2 separate regions of the Capra hircus genome follow, and region 2 is linked to region 1. The links are chromatin contacts, called in public Hi-C maps. All regions are on one chromosome and are shown on one strand. The core of a region is the stretch at or near the end of the contact, and the rest is flanking DNA. Distances in the headings are between cores, read along the strand shown.

Region 1 (3,352 bases), core at 574-3,073:
TAAAATCTTCAGCAGGCACCACAGACTGAAGACAGGTAGGCTCAGAGAACCAGACAGAACCTTGCTAAAACACAAGAGATGCAGGGATTTCCCTGGTGGTCGAGTAGTTAAGACTCCAGACCTCCAATGCAGGAGGCATGGGTTCCATCCCTAGTCAGGGAACTAGGCTCCCACATGGCCAATGAGACACAGAGATGGGCTCAGATGCCTCAGGTTCCCCCGAGCTCAAAAGGGAAAGCCCTTGCCAGGAGTTCTGGAGAACCCTCTGACGGCCTCCTCACTAGTTCCTGGGGTCGTCTTTGGTCTCTCCTGAGTCCCTGCTAGAAAGCTGAGCACACAGTATTTGAGCCAGCGGTGTCTGCCTACTGGAAGATACTGTGCATTTCTGGAGATCGAAGATGGTAATTCTCATCAGTGCTGGCCTGTCAGCTCATGATATGTAGAATTGGACCAGCAATTGAATAAACTGTCTCCCCTGTTGGGGTGGAGTCCTGTAGAGCAAGGATCAAACTTCCCACAGTCTCTATGTCACTGCCTGGGGCCTGGATGAACAAGACCATCCAGCAACATTTACTAGCTTCTGACAGAGGATGAGATGGTTGGATGGCATCACCAACTCCATGGACATGAGTTTGAGCAAGCTCTGGGAGTTGGTGATGGACAGGGAAGCCTGGTGAGCTGCAGTCCATGGGGTCCCAAAGAGCCTGACACCACTGAGCGACTGAACTGAATTACCACCTTACAGTAAAGAATCTGCCTGCAATGTAGGAGAGGTGGGTTCCATCCCTGGGTTGGGAAGATCCCCTGGAGAAGGGAATGGCAACCCACTCCAGTATTCTTGCCTGGAGAATCCCATGGATAGAGGAGCCTAGTGGGATACAGCCCATGGGGTCGCAGAGAGTCGGACAGAACTGAACGGCTAACACTTTCACGTTCACTAGCATCTTACAGGTTTAAAGAATGAACGATGAATGCTTAGGGACTTCAACATGTGGTTTTTAATCGGCAATACACTCTACTGGTGTTAGTTCTTTATTTTAGTAAAAGAGTAATCAGGAAATGTAGCCCTACGCGTGTTAATTCCCTTAGTTAATTTCACGGATAATCTTGTCCCTTCCACCAACCAACCCTCCGATGCATTTTAGTACACTCTGCCTCCCCCGACGCAGGAATGCGATTGGTATTTTCCGAAGAATCTATTAAAAAAAAAAAAAAATCCGCCTCCGAGGCGACGATTGGGTCACCCGCTTCCGTATCCCCTCCCCAGAAGTGCCTATTGGTACCTTCCCGTGCAGGAAAATGATTTTGTCCCGCGCAGACTCCCTCAGCACTTTTTTGACCCTAAAGCCGGAGAAAGGTAAGCGGACAGGGGCAGAAGTCCCATTCCCAACGCCCGCTTGCTCTCCCTCTGTGCTGGATGCCTCCGTCTCCTCGGCGTCCAGTTCGCGCTTTCTCTTGCTCTGAGGATGGGCTAGCTCCGCCATGCTGCCGGGCGGGAGGTGTGCGCCTGCGCAAACCCCACAAGCTCCTCCCACCTCCGACAGGGGTGACGACTACAACTCCCGACGTGCTTCGTGGCCAGAGCCGGGGGCTCTTCCGGCGCTAAGGAGCCTAGGAGCTCGGATTCCTGGGACCTGCTCCCATCCAGCGTTTTAATTCGGGTTTACTTGTCCTTGATGCCCTTGTGCTGGCCCGCCCTCGTGGAGGCCGGTGCTGAGTGAAGAGAGAAGGCAGTAGGTCTCTAGCTAGAGACACTGCCATGTAAAAATTCTATTTATAATTTCTCTGCAACATCTCTAAAGGGCCACCACCTCAATGAAAGGCCAACTACCTAGAAATTTTTTTAAAAGCTGTCCCACTGGAGGAAACAAAAAATAGGAAACTTATCTGCCTCAACATCTGGCTCTGGAGAGAAGGGGGGAAAACAAAAATCCTGAAAACTTGTAATCACAGGTCAATTTCCATTCAGGTTTAGAATTTAGATTTATACTGCCTACATGACCCAGGAATTCAAACTGAAAGATCTATTTCAGCCAGGTTTTTAGTCTTCACCTCTTGTTGCTGTTTAGTTGCTGCATTGTGTCCGACTGTTTGCAGCCCCAGGGACTGTAGCCCTCCAGGCTCTGTCCATGGGATTTTCTAGGCGAGAATACTGGAGTGGGTAGCCATTCCCTTCTCCAGGGGATCTTTCCCACCAAGGGATCAAACCCGTGTCTCCTGCATTAGCAGGCAGAATCACCAGGGAAGCTCACCAGTAACAGACAAAAAGTATAATTTAAAAATAACTGGTAGTTCCCTCTGCAGTCTCGCGGATCTGTCTCGCTTCAACAGTGCTTGGACGGAACAGACCCAGGGATGGCCCTCACTCCAGCCTCCGACCACCCTCCAGTCTTTTTTCCAGTGGCAGCCTTCAGAATCAGTCACTCAGCTGTCCATGATCACCAGGACCAGCCACCACCATTTTTGGAGCTTAACTCCTTATTACTGATCAACCGTGAGCTCCCAGATTGATCAGAGTTACACCACCGAGGTGGTGGCCGCTGTCAGTCACTTACACTGCGGGCCTTCTACACCTCCCTCTCTCTGGGCTTCTATTTGGACTGCAACATGGTGGCTCTGGAGGGTGTGGGCCACTTCTTTTGCAAATTGTCCAAGGAGAAGCGCGAGGGCCCTCAAGTATTTCTTGAAAGTGCCAAGCCAGCGCAGTGGCTGCACCCTCTTCCTGGAGGTGCAGAAGCTGTCTCAAGAGAAGTGGGGTAAAACCCAGGACGCTATTGAAGCTGCCCTTCTCCTGGAGACGAACCTAGAGCAGGCCATTTTGGCTCTGCATGGCCTGGGTTCTGCCCGTGCAGACCCCCACATCTGTGACTTCCTGGAGAACCACTCCCTAGATAAGGAGGTGAAACTCATCAAGAAGACAGGTAACCACCTGACCAACCTTCACAGGCTGGCTGGTCCCCAGGCAGGACTGGACGAATATCTCTTCAAAAGGCTAACCCTCAAGCAAGACTAGGAACCTCTGGAACCCAGGGGCCTTTTAGGAGCCCCCTAACATCAGGGCTTCTGCCTGAAGCCCGTCTCTACAGCCATTAGGCAGCTTTTTAACACCCTCTCTCAAGCTTTGGACCAAATGGAAAAAGTAAAGCTTTTTGCAGCACAAAATAAATAAAAATACCTTTTTCACTAGCAACAGGAAATATGACATGCTAAGGAATAAATCTCATAAAAAATGTGACTGACCAATATGGAAAAGATTTATACAAAGTTTATTGAAATACATTTAAAGACAAAGAAATGGAGTTATAACATTTTTACAAAATATTAAAACATCTATTCTTTCCACATTAATCTC
Region 2 (3,352 bases), core at 480-2,979, 73 kb before region 1:
TAAGGAGCTTGTCAGGCTATATATAGTCCATGGGGTCAAAAAGAGTCAGACACAGCGACTAAACAACAAGGGTGCTTCGGTCCCAGGCCACAAGCTCTGTACGTCCACCTCCTAGTTCCTCCTAGTACCTGCAGGAGCATCTTTTTCTTGCAGAATCCCCACCCCTCTGCACAGGCTTCCCTCCTATACGAAGACCCCAGGCCCCCACTGTTAGCCTCAACAATCTCGCTCCTGCACCATTGGCTCAAACAGGCCCTCCTCTATGAAGTGTTTTCTGACAATTCTCGGCAATGTTTTTCTTTCCACACAATATTGTTTATGTCTTGATTTTAGCACCTATCAGATAGTAAAATTTTGTATTATATAATTACTATTTTCATGGCTTGCCCACTATCCTCTGACCTCTCCAATTATAAGCTTGTTTATACCAACAGTCTATGACAGCACGTAGCCTAAAGAAGATGCTTTATCACATAATATAATTTTATATTACACTGTTAAGTGTTTTCGTATCTTGCCCATGAGACTATGACCTCTGAGGTCCAGGCCAGCTTTATATCTTCAGTCTCTATTATAGTGCCTAGAACCTAGCAGATATTTTATCAGGATGGCCAAAAAGTTTGTTTGGGTTTTTCATAACATCTTCCAGAAAAACCCAAACGAACTTTTTAGCCAATCCAATATAAACATCTGACACACAAGTGATAAGATGAGATTTTAAAATGTATGACATCCCTTGTTTTTGCTGTTGTTTAGTCACTAAGTAGTGTCCAATCCTTTGGCTACCCCATGGGCTGTAACCACCAGGATTCTCTGTCCATGGGATTTTCCAGGCAAGAATACTGGAGTGGATTGCCATTTCCTCATCCAGAGGACCTTCCCAACCCAGGGCTGGAACCTGCATCTCCTAGGTCTCCTGCATTGGCAGGTGGATTCTTTACCACTGAGCCACCTGGGAAACCCCTGACATCTCTTATGATCCTGAAACGTATTCTGCACTCACTGTGTACAACACCAGGGGGCAGGTCCCAACCTCACTGCCATTGCTTTAGGGACCAAGTGAGTCATCGCCGTGGGGACTGTCCTGGGCACTGCAGGCTGGTTACCAGCACCTTTGACCTCTACCCACTAGGTGCCAGTGAGACTCCCACTCTCCAGTTCCAATACCCACAATGTCTCCAGACATTACTGAATGTGAAAGCTACACTGCAAGACTCTTTTTAAAGTATGATCTCAACCCTGTGAGTTAAACACTATTATTATCTCCACCCTGGAGATAGGGAAATGAGGTGCAGAAAGGGTCAGCAACTTGCCCAGGGTCACCGAGCTAGTGAGAAGCTGAGCTCCAGAGGCCACGCTCCTAACCCCTGCCCTCTACCACCCCTAAACCAGCTGGTGAAGATGCCAAGATCCTTGGAAAGCCCACCTGCAGCTCTTTGGAGCAACTCGAGGAAGTTGCCCTCCATTACATCAAAGTACTTCCAAGGCTTATGAGAGCTCGGAGGAGCCTCCCTCGCGCCTTCTCAGGCAGGCTTCCTAGTGAGACAGTCTCCAGCCCGCCCCCCACCCCCCAGCTTGTCCTCAATGTCCACAGCTGTGTTCATGGGATTACCATCCCCCCACATCTGGACACCAGACTTCCACAAACGCTGGCAAGGCCTGCGTTCAGTTTCTCACGGTCAGGCCACTTCACTGGCAGGGAATCAACAGCCCTTGGCTGGTAAGCCAGGTCTCCTGGCCCGTGAACTGGTGTGGCTACTCTGTGGAACCTTAGAGCAGGTCTGTGCTACATCTACTCGAAACACCTCACCTCGGGAATCTCCGGGCACGTCTCCAGCCCCGAGGTGTGTGAATCTCGAAGGTGCCACGTAAACCCACAGCGGTTCCTCAGCTTAAGAGTCCCCTGCTGTGATTCCAGGGGGCGGTGTGAGCTGGATGGTGACGTTTTTAATTTCCTAATTTTATTATGCCCGTGTTATAATAATATTTTCTATTATGCCAGAAATTTGCATCTAGCTTCCAGGTACAGCTATTTCTTTGCATTTTTTTCCTGAAGGTGGCCCAACGAGTATTTAAGTTACAGACATTCCCTAAATTATTATTTATCTGGGACAGATTGTGATTAAAGATAAAAAATGTCAAATCGCATATTTTCCAACAGACGCAAACTTGCAAGGCGTATTTTATTTCTTAACAAGGGCCTAGTGTGGACGATGACTTGAATGTAACTAATACAACTGGGAGGCAAGGCAAGGCGAGGACACAAGTCATTGATTCTTGCTCTGTTCTCTTCAGCCACTCCTGGGTGTGGTCCACTAACTGTAATTCTCTAGAATGACCAGTCATCTGAATCACCACTCCTCAGCTCAAAATCACCTCTACAGCTCCCGTCTACCCAGCGAGATAGGCCGAGCCCTTGCTCTGATCTGTAAGGATGCATGCGATCTCCTGGCCAGCACCTCTCTGCCCTCCTTCCCTGTTTTCCTCATTTACTCTGCTTCATTCACACAGGATTCACTGTTCTTGACTGGGCTGGGCCTACCCCCTGCTCTCGACCTTTGCACCAGCTGTTCCTTCAGCCTGGAATATTTTCCCCCAGACATAGGCTTGATACCTCCCCATTCAGCTTTCCACTCATCTTCTCCACCTCCCATTAAAAAAAAACCCCAACACCTGACATTTTAGATCCCTCTCCTCGACTGCCTAGCCTGGGTGGCACCAGTGATAAAGAACCCGCCTGCCAATGCAGGAGACATAAGAGGCATGGGTTTGATCCCTGGGTCAGGAAGATCCCCTGGAGGAGGAAATGGAAACCCACTCCAATATTCTTGCCTAGAGAATCCCATGGACAGGAGCCTGGTGGGCTACTGCCCACTGGGTTGCATAGAGTCAGACACGATGGAAGTGACTTTGTGCACCTGTACTCCCCGCCTGCAAAGAACTTCTGTTGTTTTGCTTGAGGCTGGATCAACCATGTCTGTAACAGTGACTGGCACTCAGCAGGCTCTAGATACAAATTTGTTGAATTTATCAATGGATCTAATTGTCAGGAACTTCACTGTCACAGAGCAGGCCGAGCGAGAGGGGAAGAGGCAGCGGTAATAGATCAGATGCCCACTCCAGCCCCTCTGGCCTGACTGATAGCTAGACACAGGCTGCACTGTGCCTTCTACCCATCCTGAACAACACAGCATGATCTCACAGGACCGGTGGGGAGTGAGCTGGTCTTGGCTCCAGGCTCTTGTGAGGCAGCAAAGGGCAGAGTAATTGACCAACTGCCTCAAGGCCCACCAGTGGGCAGACGTGGCACCTCTCCAGACATCCAAGCTTGGAGGAAAGGAGAAGATTCCCC

What was found. A called contact is a pair of places that touch in the nucleus more often than the background predicts.
Region 2: a Hi-C map of blood shows a contact between it and region 1, with 2.3 times the contacts expected there. The contact joins the enhancer-like site here to the promoter of DCPS in region 1. A contact is called at or near these places in 3 of 5 Hi-C or Micro-C datasets (all in blood).

Annotation. Positions count from the first base shown.
Region 1 is chr29:28,986,162-28,989,513 of ARS1.2, reverse strand. DCPS (m7GpppX diphosphatase) reads right to left here and starts at 1,823. Exons shown (of 6, transcript XM_005699619.3): 1 at 1,284-1,823. The coding sequence starts at 1,484. TIRAP (toll/interleukin-1 receptor domain-containing adapter protein) reads right to left here. Exons shown (of 7, transcript XR_001917499.1): 7 at 3,250-3,352. It also overlaps the pseudogene LOC102185067.
Region 2 is chr29:29,059,183-29,062,534 of ARS1.2, reverse strand. The region is part of intron 1 of ST3GAL4 (CMP-N-acetylneuraminate-beta-galactosamide-alpha-2,3-sialyltransferase 4); the gene reads right to left. Among named protein-coding and RNA genes, the nearest start is that of ST3GAL4, 23 kb to the right of the region's middle. Within about 2 kb of position 1,729, at least 3 of the 5 cell types and tissues checked have an H3K27ac peak or open chromatin away from gene starts, as enhancers often do.